Regions from separate parts of the Mus musculus genome. Here region 2 is linked to region 1. Evidence: chromatin contacts called from public Hi-C data. All regions are on one chromosome and are shown on one strand. The core of a region is the stretch at or near the end of the contact, and the rest is flanking DNA. Distances in the headings are between cores, read along the strand shown. Region 1 has its middle 120 kb from the start of Diras2. Region 2 overlaps Diras2 (DIRAS family, GTP-binding RAS-like 2).

Region 1 (7,192 bases), core at 1,220-3,719:
TCCATATCCTTGCTCAAAACTTCTTTAAATTTTGAAATGTTAACAATGAAAGAACCCCACAACCTACGCTGGGAACATAAACCTCCCCTCTTCCTGTGCGTGAGATTGTAGGTGGAAATGCACATGACTGGGGCATCCATGACACTCATGAGATTGTAGGTGGAAATGCACATGACTGGGGCATCCATGACACTCATGAGATTGTAGGTGGAAATGCACATGACTGGGGCATCCATGACACTCATGAGATTGTAGGTGGAAATGCACATGGCTGGGGCATCCATGACACTCATGAGATTGTAGGTGGAAATGCACATGACTGGGGCATCCATGACACTCATGAGATTGTAGGTGGAAATGCACATGGCTGGGGCATCCATGACACTCATGAGATTGTAGGTGGAAATGCACATGGCTGGGGCATCCATGACACTCATGAGATTGTAGGTGGAAATGCCTGTGCCTGAGGTACCCATGCTGCCTTTGCTGGGTGAGCTTCCTTTTGCCCAGTCGACTTTCATATCCACCCTTCCTCTCCTTGCAGGTATTCCAGGCACCCCACACAACCCTGTTTATTTTAAAGTAAAACACTAGATTATGTCTTAGTATTCCTGGATGCTTCAGAATGGCATACCTAATGTGGTCCCCTCCATCAGACTCCCTACCAGCACACCCCTTGAGGTAGTTCTCTCTTGCAAAGCAGATTCCTGTTTGCTTCCTGGCAGCCATCAGGTCTGTGTACACGGCCTGTGGTGCAGACTCGGGAAGAATGGTTCAGATCAGAACCCGAACTCTGGACAGGCAGTCCCAATTCCACCCTCTCTTCCTGGGTTACTTTATGTTGACTGAGTACCTCCTACTCACAGACATCTTGGTATGTAGCCATTACAGTTCCCATTGTCCTAGCTTGATTCCTGTCACACTGGTCCAGCCATTACGACCCAAAAGAAAAAGGGTTTTTAGGTTTGGAACAAATCACAGGAGATATGAGGCATAAAGAGCTCTGAATGTAAGTGAACAGGCAAAAATAAGCAACATATGAAATTATAGATTTGTAATTCTATATTCTATTGTAAAGTGCCGAGAACAACACTTACTATTCTTTCAGGGATCCAGACTCCTTCTCAGAACACACAAAACCACCTGTAACTCCAGTAGCAGGCGATGCAATGCTGACTTCTGATCTCCATGGGCACCAGCATGCATGTGTTCAGATGCACACACACACACACACACACACACACACACGCAACTTACAATTACTCAAGAACACCAAACCAGATTATTTCCCATCTATGTAGAAACTGACTAGTCTCTGAGGGGAGTCCCTCTGGTTGACACTCCTGAAGTCCATGGTGACATCACAAGGTTATTAATAAGGGCAGAGCCTCCAATGGCCAGAGCATTTTCAGAGAGCAGGAGTGGGGAGGGATGCTACCAGGTAATGGGTCCAAATCTCAGAGAGATCTAAAAGGTCGCTATCTCAGCTTCCATCGCTACTATGGGAGGGAGCACTCCCTGATATGGTTGTCCATGTCTTGCCAGCTATCAAGATGTCCATAGCCACAAACTGGCTCAGCTAGTGTGTGCTACAAAGAGTACAAGCTGAATGAGTACCGTTGGTGCATAGGAACAGCCAGTCCAAGAGGCCAGTTTCCTTTGACACATGCACATCTAGGTATGGCACACAATGCACATCTATCAATGACATGCAACACACATCCCAGCATAATAGACCTCAGAGCTGGGCACCACTTTCTCGTTTGTGGTCAGTCAAAGGTCTCTACATGGCCCACAAGAGCTTCCGTGCTTTCTGCGACTGCCAGGATACTCATTGCTGCCCTAGTGGGAGGGCAAATATGCCCTGTTTAAAGGACACTGGCTGTTTAACAGACATTGGCAAACCACAGAAAGCACGAGATCCCTGCCATGGAAGACGGAGGGAACTGATCCTTATCTCGGTAAACTAGTTTAACATTTAGAATGGTAACTTTAACCTAATTTCAGACAATAAAGGTCTGATGATAACTATTGGTATAATAGCAAGAACAGCACAGGCTATTCTCTTAAACACAGAAAAGGGTTGATGCTCAAACACCTTAGTCGTTAGCCTCACGTAGGAATGAGTAGGGGTCACATGCAGACATCAGGCACAGGGGACATCTTAGCCAGCATTTGGATCACAGGGGAATCATTTCAATGCATGTGACTTCTCCCCCTGGGCTCACAGCTAAGGCTCCAGAGCTACCTCTGTGATTTCCACCCAGAATATCCTTGTGGAACCTGTTTTTATGAGAAAGATCAACTGTCTAAAAATAAAGTTTGAAATAAAGAGTAGCTCAAAGCGATCATCTTCCAAGGTATTTATTTCCTGGGGAATAAATCCATGGCAATCTAAGCTCTGAACCATCTGGCCCTGCAGCTACGTTTCCAGGACATCAGATAACCAAGGGCTTAAGACTGCTGCCCAATCCAGTGAATTGCAAAGGACATTTTAATTGGAAATGGGCTTCCAAGCAGCTGTCATATATTAAGACAATGTGATTAGAAGCTTGGCTTGTAAGAGAAATGTCAGAGAAATTCACAGGAAGCCAGCCTCAAGCATCACTGCTTGCAGGAGGGGGCAGGGGGATGGGGTTGCTACATCATGTGACATCCTGACCAGCAGCACAGCTGCTTGTACTATGGATGCTACATGCCACATCCTCACTGGTGACACAAGGGTTCTGACTTATTCCTATGTTCATCTGGTGGCTAGATTCTGATTAACATTTCTGGAGGCTAAATTCTGATTAGCATTTCTAAGAAAAAGTCAGGAGGCCTCTGGGCTGGAACTGAAATGTAGCTGCAAGGGAACCGGAAACAGTTGTGGAGATAGAAGCCTGGGGCCAGAGCTTAGGAGTAGATAATAACTTGTGGTTCAGACCAATGCAAAGCCCTTTCCCCAATGCTTTCTTCTAGTTCTATAGTCTTAAGTTTTATGTGTATTATCCTTCATTTAGCTGAAGTTGATATTTGCTCTTGGTAGGGAGTGAGGGTCCAACTTCATTCTTTAGCCATGTAAGCCCAAGATTCCTCCTACACCATGTAATGAAATGGCTGGTGAGATGGATCAGTAGGTAGAGGGGTGTGCGGCTAAGCCTGGAAAGTTGAGTTTGATTTCTGGAGCACAGATGGTAAAAGGAGAGAACCAACTCCTGCAAGTTGTTCCCATGCACATGCCATGACATGCGTGCCCATGTGTGCCTAGTCAGATGCACATACAGATAAATAAAAATGCACTAAAAAATTAAAAATAAGTAAAGGACTCTACCCTTCCCAAACATGTGTTCTTAAAACCCTCATTGAAGATCAGCTGACATACACATTGATGTCTGGACTTCTTAACATGTAACACTGGCCTGCAGGTCTGCATTCGTACCATGCAGTTTTAATTTCTATAGCTTTATTACATAGTTCGACATTAGAAAACGAGAGGCCTTGATCCTTGTTTTTTCTCAAGATTGACCCTGGATCTTTTGCAGGTCAGCAGGAGTTAGAGGAATGATAGAAAGCCAATTGAGAATTATTACAGAAAGTCATTCGTCAATCAGATAGCCTTACAAATTCTAACTGCCTCCTAGGGCACAGAATGCAGAGGGGCAAATTTGGCAGCAAGGAGATGGCTTGGAATCCATGGATGGTTCGGTGTTTAAAGCACCCACTTTGTAAACACAAAGAGCTGAGCTTGATTGCCAGAATCCACAGACAAAAAACAGGCATTGTGGCACATGCCTGCCATCTCTATGCTGAGGGAAAGGAGGCAGATCCCAGGAGCTCATTGACTTGCAATCCTAGCCAAATTGGCAACTTGCATGCCTGTCTCAAAAAGATAAGGTGGATGGTGTCAGGGCTCACTACTCTCACTGTTTTGACGGGTATCCTAGCATCACCTCCTCTGTCCTTCAGTCCCTCTGTCTCTCCCTCCCTTAGGCCCACCCTCCCTCTCTTCCTCTCTTCTTCCCTCCCTTCCTCCCTCTCTTTCCTCCCTGTCCAGTCTCCACCCAGGTCCAACAATTTCTTGCTGGATCTCTAGCAATTCTGCAGGCTGAGTCCCAGTGCTTGTATTTCTTACTCATGATGCTTCAGTAGCCCTGAAATCACAGCTTCTCTTTTTGACTTATCTATTACACTGCAATCATCACTACACTGATTAAATTTAAAAAGAGATAAAACATGACAGCTTTGCAAGGGTAGACTGGTGGATACACTTCAGTTCTTAAAAATAATACATTTTAATCAATGGAGTAAATATTTTAAAGGATAAGTTTGTAACTGACACAATTTTTTACTTCTGTCTTCCCATAGGTAATACCTCACTGCCCAGCCAATCCTATTATTTATCTCTGGTGTGTGCCTGTAACCCATTCTTCTTCCCATGCCTGTGACCCAGAGCCAATAAGAAGTGATTTTCACAGACTTCCTTTGCCTAAACACCATTCCCTCTCTCTTTAGTTGTTTGGAAAACTCCTTCTACCTCTAGAGATGAACATGAAATAATAGATACTTGCCTTCTTCAGTGACAGCAAACAGTTGATTCCACTGTCCTGTTGCTATGGCAATGCTTGCTCTGTCCATAGGGACCTAAGTAGCTGATCCATGCCTACCATGTTGTCCTCAGTGAATGGCAGGAATTTTGTGTCATCTGCTTTCATACCCATTGCCCTGCTTTCAGTTTTGATTCCATGATAAATACCCTGACCAAAAAAACAAAACAAAAACAAAAACAAAACAAAAAACCAAAACCAACCAACCAACAAACAAAACAAACAAACAAATAAAAAACCACACAGGAGAGGAAGGGTTTATTTGGTTTACACTTCCAATTTACAGTCCATCATTTTGGGAAAGGTGAGGAAGGACTTAAACAGTCAGTCACATCACATCCATAGCTGAGAGCAAAGAGAAAAATATATGTATCGTTGTTTTCTTGCTCTCAGATATCTTTCTCCTCTCTTACACTGTTCAGGAACTCTGCCTAGGGAATGGTGCCACCCATAGTGGCAAGGTCTTCCTATGTCAAGTAACAATTGAAACAACCCTCCACAAACACGCCCACAAGCCAACTTGATCGGATAAGTCCCCATTACGATTCTAATCATAGGTGATTCTAGGTTGTGTCAAGTTGACAGTTAAAACTAATCAACACAGCGCTGGAGAGATAGCTCAGCAGTTTAAGAGTGCTTGCTGCTCTTATGGAGGACTGAAGTTTAGAGTCTAACAGTCACGTCAGCTACAACTCACAACTGCCTTTGACTCCAACGGCAGGGGATCCAGTATCCTCTTCTGATCTCCATAAATACACATAAACATGATAGATGTATGCATAAACACATAAATGAAAATAAAATAAATTTGACAAAACTAACCAACGTATCCAGTTATGGCACAATCAATGCATTTGATGTTAGAATGGAATTCATCACATCAACTACTGAATAGTAAGAAAGAGTTCAATTCTTAGCATGTTCTAATGGCTGACCTTTCAGGAAGGAAAGTAAGGGACACCATTTTCATAAACAGAAAAAATAAATCCAGAAACAGGAATATGATTATGTGTATGTATGTATATAAGAAACAGAGAGGAGAGAGAAGGAGAGAGAGAGAGAGAGAGAGAGAGAGAGAGAGAGAGAGAGAGAGCAAGAAAGAGGAAGAGTTATGTGTGTGTATACTGTATGTGTATGAATATATGTATGTATGTATGTTTGTGGTGTGTGTATGTATATGTGTATGTGAGTGTGTGAGTTTTGTGTGTATGTGAGTGTGTGTGCATATGCAATTGTGTGTGGTGTGTGTGAGTATGTATATGTGTGTGTGTGAGTGTGTGAGTATGTGTATGTATATGTGTGTGAGTGTATGAGGGTGTGTGTGTGTGAGTATATGTGTTGTGTATGTGTGTGAGTGTGTGTATATGTGTGTATGCAAGTATATGAGGCTGTGTGTATGTGTGTGTGTATGTGAGTATGTGAGTATATGTGTGTATATGTGAGTGTATGAGTATATGTGTATGTATGTGAGCATGTGAGGGTGTGTGTATGTGTGTGTGTGAGAGTATGTATGTGTATGTGTGAGTGTGTGTGTGTATGAGGGTGTGTATGTGTGACAGTATGTGTATGTGAGTGTATGAGTGTATGAGGGTGTGTATGTGTGAGAGTGTGTGTATGTGAGTGTGTGTGTGAGTGTGTGTATATGAGTGTGTGTGTGTGTGTGTGTATACTGATGCTGCTTCAGGAATATCACCCTCCTTACCTCCCTGTAGCTTCTAGCTGAGTATGGTTTCTCACCATCATGGAATAAATGGCAGTATATTAATTTCATTTCTTTTAATGTGGCCAAACACAATGCACACTGGCACAAACATGGCAGCAGGAGTGTGAGGTGCTGGTCACACCGTGCTCACACTCAGGAAGCAGAGAGAGACCAATGCTGCCACTCATCTGGCTTTCTCCTGTACTCAGTCCCAGACCTCAGCCCATAGGATGGTGCTCCCATCTGTCAGGGCTAGGTCTTCCCTGCTGAGTGAAGCCTTTGGCAAATGTCTCAGACACACCAAGGAGGCACATTTTCTTGGCAACTCTAAATCCCACAAAGTTGACAAAGGAGATGAACCATCAGAAGGAGTAATTGCCTTTGTAAGACTTTGTAATTTCCTCCAGGAAATCTCTGAGAAGGTGACAAAGTTCTGTGCAGTTGTGTCTGGAAACCTTGGGTTAATGCAGAAGATGATTTGCTGGGGAAGATGAGTGGATAAAGAAGGCAGAACTTTCTGTCTTTATTGCCTCTTGGCTTGAACTCAGCTTGACTGTGTCCTCCATGGTCAGTGTGTCATAGCCTTGGTCCTCAGGGGCCTGGTGTCCTCCATGGACAGTGTATCAGAGCCTTGGTCCTTGGGGTTCTGATGTCCTCCATGAGCAGTGTGTCATAGCCTTGGTCCTCCATGGACAGTGTGTCATAGCCTTGATTCCAGGGAGCAGGTATTCTCTATGGGCAGTGTGTCAGAGCCTTTGTCACTTTCAAAGACACCATTTCCTGCTCTCCTTCCTCCCTTGGATGCTCACTCACCACATGGAGACGAGCATAAATCAAGGAAGGCCAACCGGAAGCCACCCTCAGAGTGAGCCCCTACCTGAACTCCCTGTCTTTCTTGGGGCTT
Region 2 (7,192 bases), core at 3,508-6,007, 100 kb before region 1:
GCACCTCCCTTGCTTCAGACCTTCTTTGTCCCTCTGTAGAGTGGTCAGGATCTCTTTGGCTATTCCTGAGATGTTGGTTGGGCCTTCTCTTGCTGCTGACAGTGTTCTCCCTATAGCATCAAAAAGGCTCCCACTACCTTCCTGTGCAAAACATCTGGCCTTGAACGAGATTAGACAGTGATCTTTCAACAGAGAGCCATTCGTGGGCCAGGGGACTAGCTCTGTTGTCTTGCTATGGTGGTAATGACATAGTCCCCTGCTATTGTAGCTCAGGGATCACCCAGGACTCACTCATGGGGCTGGAGAGATGGCTCTGCAATTAAAAGCATGCACTGTTCTTACAGATGACCCCAGCGTGTTTCCCAGCACTGACACGAGCAATTCACAACTGCCCATAACTCCAGTTCTAGGGGACTCTAACATTCCCTTCTGGCCTCCAAAGGTACCATTACTCATGTGCTCAGACATACAAATAATTTTTTAAAAAGAGGTATTAAAGGGGCTGGGGGTGGGGCACCCAGTTCACTAAAACACCTGTCACTACCACAGATTCATGAAAGGTGCCAGAGCAGGGACCATGGGGACTAGGGCAGAGTTCTGTGCCCAGGGATTGTTGCCCACAGCCAGCTGATTAATCCACCCTTCTCAGCTTGTTCTTTAGAAGCAGAGTGTAGATCCTTTCATGCCCCAAACAGACTGTTTGTACACACTTTCTGTGGGATGGCAATTCTCACCCCTTGGGGACCCAGCAGTAGCAATGAATAGAGCAGATAAAAAGCCCATGAACAGCTTTTATAAAGCATGGGTATAATCAAACTTCAAAACAGGGGAACTGTGCAGGAGGCCAGGAAGGCATGTGTGCTCCAGAGATGAGAAAGAGAAGGCCAAAGGCCATCAGGGGTAAGACTGGGCTGTAAAATGAGGCAGCTGGACCAGAGACATCCTCACTGAGAAAGCTGATCCATGAGCACAAGCCTGTAACCGACCAGGATGTGAGGCCCGTGGAAGTCTAGAGAAAGAGCAGTCTGAGTAGAGGGAACAGCCAGTAGGAGATTCCTGAGGCAGGAGTATGCTTGGTGTTATCAAGGGGGCAGTGGAAGCTTGTGTGGCTGGGAAGAAGTAAACTAGGAGCACAATGGTAGAAAATGGGTGTGTGTGGTGTACATAGTGTGTGTGTATGTGTGTGTGGTGTATATGTGTAGTGTATGTGTGAGTGGTGTATATGTGTAGTGTGTGTGTGTGTGTGTGTGTGTGTGTGTGCGGTGTGCATAGTGTGTGTGTATCTGTGTGTGTGATGTATATGTGTTGTGTATGTGTGGTGTGGGTGTGTGTGGTATGTATGTGTGTGTGGTGTATATGTGTAGTGTATGTGTGTGTGTTGTGTATATAGTGTGTACCTGTGTGTGGTGTGTGTGTATGTGTGTGTCGTGTAAGGCAAATCATCAGCTTGTACTTTCAAGACGACACCACAGGGGTTGGTTAAAGAGTGTAGCATAATGAATGTTCTGGAGCCCAAGAGCCACATGACACTGGCCATCTGGGTAACACCTTCTGAATGCCTGGTACCAGATCTGAGTGCTCACAGAGCCAGTAGCAGCAGTGGAGAGTGACCTGTGGGTGTGTCTGAGTATCTCCTGAAGGTGTTGCTAATGGGGTAGATGGGAGGCTTGTGGGCATCTGGGTATAAGGAAGACTCCAGGTTGCTCGTAGCAGGGAACTGGGAGGATCCTGTTGAAAGGAGCTGAGTGGTAGAGGATGCTGCAGGGGAGTCGGGAGTGGCTGTGTGGGAAGCTCGGCTTTGCTCGGGGAGGAGTCAAGGAAGCCATCCACGCCTCTGCCGCCTAGGGGAAAGGTCCTGGACACAGGTCGTGAGGTCTGTGGCTGTTGGTATAGGGGTGACATTAAAGTCAAGGGAACCTATGTGTTGGTGGAGTAGCTGTGAGCAACCAGGGCAGACACACAGCTCTGGACAAGCACACAGAGCTCTTCTCTTTCCTTCCCCAACCTGGCAGAGCTGTTCTAAGAATGGATTGGGATTGCTGGCATCTTATGGCGGGTGGGGGGTGGGGGGTGGAGATGGGGGTGCGGGTCTGGCTCCAGGCTTGCCCTGCACCTGCAGGGTCTTCAAGCTGGTTGTTTCAGTTTAAGTGGACCACTATGGCTTCCCTGTGTTAACCTGGTGGTTTCCCATTCTGTTCACGTTAAGACCTGATGGCTGGCCCACTCCCCCAAGTTTCCATAAGACCTGTCTGTTCCTGTTTGTGACTTTGCTGTCTGTCTTAGTTAGGGTTTTATCACTGTGAAGAGACGCCGAGGTCACAGAGACTCCTATAAAGGAAAACATTTCACTGGGGCTGGCTTATGACAGTTCAGAGGTTTAGTCCATTGTCATCACAGGGCAGGAGGTGTGTGTGTGGGGGGACGACGACATGGTGCTGGAGAGGAGCTGAGAATTCTACCTCTGGATCCCGCAAGAAGCAGGAAGAGGTTGCCATACTAGGCGTGGCTTGAGCATCTAAGACTCAAAGCCCGCCTCCAGTGACCACTTCCTCCAACAAGGCCACACCCACTCCAACAAGGTCATACCCCCCTAATTCTGCTGCTCCCAATGGGCCTATGGGGGAGGGGGGCATTTTCATTCAAGCCACACACTGACCTTGTGTGCTATAACCATGGGAGGGCTCCTCCTTGTATCCAGAGCCTGTAGTGCCAATGTCTGTGTCTGCTGCCCTGTGCTGGACAGCTCCCATCCCCCCCATAGGATGAGTGTTCTCTCTTGGAACATTGCTCAAACATCTCACTTACCCAGTCATACTGCAAGTTCTTCAAATGGAACGGGACACATTGCCTTGACATATCTTAACCGTGTGGCCCCACACTGATGGAAACCTTCCATTTGGAAGTGTTTTCTAACAATTGGATTTTCAAGTTTGTAATTGTGCCAATAGAGTTAAATCTGTCATTGTGGTTATCAGTTTATTTATTGTAAACCGTCTACTTATTTATTGTGTTTGCACTCTTGTGCATGCACAAGTCAAAGCACTATTTTTGGGGTGTTGGCTCTCCCCTACCATGTAGGGTTAAGGAATGAAACTCGGCTCTTAGTACTTGACAGTGGTAATGTTTATCTGCTGAGCAATCTCATTGAACCAGAAGGGAGATGTTTGTTCATTATATCCCCCATCTCTCTTTCTCTTTCCTTCCTCCCTTCTTTTCCTCCTTTTCTTCCTTTTTCTTTCCTCCTGCAAGCTCCAAGGACCTTCTCTGCCAGTGTTCTTACACAAGGCGGAATGGTGTCCTAACAAGAAACTGGGGAGGAGGATTCTCAACTGCACAGTCTCCCTTACCCATGCTTACAAACTTGAGAATCCATGGGGGCATTTTGCTCTTCAAGTTGCTTGAGAGAACAATGGGGATCTATAGATGCCTTGTGCCAGCCCTGCAGAGGATTTATACATGTATTTTTTGTCTATTTCATTTTCTTGAGACAGATAGTACAACACAGATTGGCTTTGAACTCCTGAATGTCCTACCTTTACCCACTTAGTACCAGAATCACAGATGTAAGCTACCACATTCTTTCTGTAACCACATTTAAACGATTTAAAAGACAGGAGTAAGCAAGATGGCTCAGAGATTAAAGATACTTCCTGCCAAACCCGATGACCTAAGTCCCATCCCAAGGGCCCAGAGAGTGAAGGAGAGAACTGACTCCCAAAAGTTGTCTTCCAATCCCCACATGAGCACCACAGCTCTCTCCCTCAGCATGCACAATAAATAAATAAATATTTAAAAACACAGAGGTGATATTGGTTTAAATAATATAGGTATAAAAATAAGGATGGAGGGTTATCATTTTAACATGTGATCAAGGTCAGAATCATGTGTGAGCTGTCCAAATCAAAAGCCTTCAAATCCAGTACTGCCTGGTTTGACAAAGCCCAGATGTGCTAGCTCCTAGTAGCTGGTGGCTACAATGCTTAAAAGCGTGAGCTGGCTTGGCTCGAAGTGCTGGGCCCAACAGTCCCCACTCCTCACCGTCATTAACCCAAAATAAAATTAGAGCTGCAAGAGAGGTGTGCATTTTCATTGGTCTTCTGGAGAAATTAGATTGGGGAAGCGGCTGTCAGACCAGATTAGATCTTCGCTGTTTATACCATGTAGTACAGACAACAGAGGAAGAGTGTCTGCTTGGCTAATATCAACACTTAACTGACATTTCTTGCTAAAGGATTAGAAAAAAAACCTTTTTGTATATGGTCTTCTATATTCTTACTGTGGGAGAATCTTCACAACATAAAATCTGCCACATTAACCATTTCCAAGTGCAGAGTCTGATTACATCAGTACAGCCATGTTGCCAACACACAGATCCCATACAAACCCCCATTCCACCCTGCAGGTCCTAAATTCCACCCATTCAACAGCTCCCATTAACCCCACAGCCCAGTTCAGTGTTCTGCCTCTGTGATTTTGAACATGGCTTACATCCTCACAGATGAGCCCCTAGGCTCCGTGTTTATGTTTTTCATGTTGGCGTGTGTGCATGTACGTACTGAAGACACCATATACCTCACGTTTTGACACTTGGTCTCCTAGTCTGGAACTCTTCAATTAGGCCAGGCTGGCTGGTTAGCAAACCCCATGTCTCTTCTATTTCCATTTCCTCAGTGCTGGGGGTCAGCTATCACATCTGGATTTTTTTTTTCTAAGTGTGTGTTGGGAATGCTCCAGTGGGCCATCCCCTCAGCTTCAGCATCTTTTGGCAACTAGCTTAGCTCATCTTACTCACACTGTCTTCTAGGTTGGTGTGTGATGTTGGAATTTTTTCCCCCAACCCCGACCCAGGCTGAAAGATGCACCTTCTCCTGCATATATTCCATCTTGTTTATCCCTTCATTTGCCTGTGGGATTTGAAGGGCTCCCAGCTCTTGTGAATAATGGTGGCTGTGAGTTCTTGAGGGCCAGCAATCTGCTGGTGGCCCATGTTCTGGGAAGCAGAGTTGCTGAATCATCTAGTAATTCTATATTTAGCTCTCTCCAAAGAGGCGGCGCCATAGTTTACCTCTGCCATCATAGGAAAGCATTCCTGCTTTTCTACATCATTTGTTACTATCCTGTTTTAAAATGATCTCTCTCTCTCTCTCTCTCTCTCTCTCTCTCTCTCTCTCTCTCTCTTCTGTATGTGAGTGTTTGAGTATATGTGTGTGTGTGTGTGTGTGTGTGTGAGTGTGTGTGCCCATGGGAGTTGGGGGGGATGTTAAGGCTACTTTGAGCTATCTAACTCAGACACAAGGAACTGAATTTATGTTCTTTGGAAGAGCAGCAAACACTCTTAAGTGCTGAGCCATCTCTTCGGCCCTCATCTATGATCTTATTTTGTTTTGAACAGTTATCTTGAGTGAGTATAAAGCAATCCTTCACTGGGCTTTGGGTTTCCGTGTCTAATGGCTGGCGTCAGACCCTTTAAAGCGGGTGCACTTTAGAGAAATGTCTGTGGAGATTCCTTGTTGGTGCTCTGTCTGCTCATCTTTTGCCTTCTCAGTTGTAGATGTTCTTTCTATATTGAGGGTCCAAATCCTTCTGAGACTGTACATTGGCCCCTCTTCTCTGGACCCCCCTCACTTTCTCAGTGAAAATCCTTTGCTGGGCAAAAGGGTTGAATGAAACCTAACTTATCTACTTATGTGGGATGGTGAGGGGTCTTAAGTGCTTCAAAACAACCTCAAAAACAGAGAATAAACTTGGAGGTCTCATACTACCATTCACAAAGTTACCCCAGAGTTACAAAATTCAAAGCAGTGTGGCACTAGCATATGTCTATCTAACTATCATCTATCTATCTATCTATCTATCTATCTATCTATCTATGAAAGTATAATGTGGGGTCGGGTGGGTGTGGTGTACCACTTTTCTGGGACTAGCTCCAAAAATCCCAGCATTTGGAAGGCTGAGTTTGAGGCCAGCCTGGGCTGCACAAGATCCTCTGTCCATATTCTAATATAACAAAGAATGGCTTACTTGGAAAATTCATAGATGTGTTTTTAAATTTCCTGTGAAACCACCCCTTTTCCATGTTGTAATATCAATCATAGCCACTGTTCACTTACCTTTCATGAATAGTTCAGTTGGGCTCTGAAGGGTCAATATTTTGGAAACATTTAAAGGAAACAACAAACTCAGTGTAGGATGCCTTTAGTTCTGGTACTCAGGAGGCAGAGGAAAGCAGATCTCTGTGCATTTGAAGCCAGCCTGGTTTGCATAGTGTTTCTCAGGCCAGCTACATTTCTAGACAAGGGTCTGGAAAGGCTACATAGTGAGACCCTGCCTTGAATGAGATAACTAGAAAGGGAATACTGTTACAATATAAAGTGTTATACTGAGGGCAAGTGCCATGGAAGAGCAAGGTGAACACTTCTCAAGGGTGGCATCTGCACCCTGCAGGAGACATGAGAACCTCTGAGCTCAGGCTGGGGATGTTGTCTGCAGGAAAGGAATCCAAGATATTGCACGTTTTCAAATGCTGAATTCCTCAGGATTTTTCATTTCAACTCCCCATCCTTGATATCCTTGCGTCCCAGAAAACACCTCTCCCCAGAATACAAGTATCCTAGGGTACTCAGGTCCCTCATCTAAAATGTAGAGTGTTTGCTTAGGACAGCCACATACCTTTCTATAGACTTTCAACTGTACGCTCAATATAATGTCAATCATGTTACACTGTGTTGCTCAGAGAAGAAAAACAAATGAATGAATATGTATACTATGTATATTAAATATATACAATCTTTTTCTTGACATCTTTGATCTGAGGTTGGTTAAATCTGAGGATGTAGACACCAAGAGGGCCTGCTGTGTAGTCTTTGTAGACAGGAGTCAGTCCTCAGGAGATGGGCATTCAATCAGGTGAGAGGACTTGAGAATAACCATTGAAATACCACCCATATTAACCAAAATTATGTTACAATAATGAAGTCCCTAAGGCAGGCTACTTTCTTTAGCCCATGGGTCTTGAGGTGCATGGTGGAGAGGCACATCTGGCAATAGCTTTCTTGATGGTGGCATCCAGAGGTGGTGCGGGGCATAGCATATATGCACATGTGACATGGTTTCTGTCCTTCTTATAACACCACCAGGTTCAGTTGTAGGGAGCTACCTTGTTTTCACATTTTCCCAAATTTCCATCTGTAAA

The links. Hi-C and Micro-C count contacts between places; a contact is called where the count stands out from the background.
Region 2: a contact with region 1 is called in a Hi-C map of the N1E-115 cell line, with 2.1 times the contacts expected there. The contact joins two enhancer-like sites. A contact is called at or near these places in 2 of 39 promoter capture datasets (embryonic stem cells and hippocampal neurons), 2 of 484 Hi-C or Micro-C datasets (the N1E-115 cell line and embryonic fibroblasts) and 1 of 9 other capture datasets (embryonic stem cells).

What each region holds. Positions count from the first base shown.
Region 1 is chr13:52,411,873-52,419,064 of GRCm38.p6, reverse strand. No RefSeq gene overlaps it. Among named protein-coding and RNA genes, the nearest start is that of Diras2, 120 kb to the left of the region's middle. Within about 2 kb of position 2,469, at least 3 of the 459 cell types and tissues checked have an H3K27ac peak or open chromatin away from gene starts, as enhancers often do. A contact at or near this core is called in the N1E-115 cell line, where this site is marked.
Region 2 is chr13:52,514,061-52,521,252 of GRCm38.p6, reverse strand. All of the region lies in intron 1 of Diras2 (DIRAS family, GTP-binding RAS-like 2), which reads left to right. Among named protein-coding and RNA genes, the nearest start is that of Diras2, 13 kb to the left of the region's middle. Within about 2 kb of position 4,757, at least 6 of the 459 cell types and tissues checked have an H3K27ac peak or open chromatin away from gene starts, as enhancers often do. A contact at or near this core is called in the N1E-115 cell line, where this site is marked.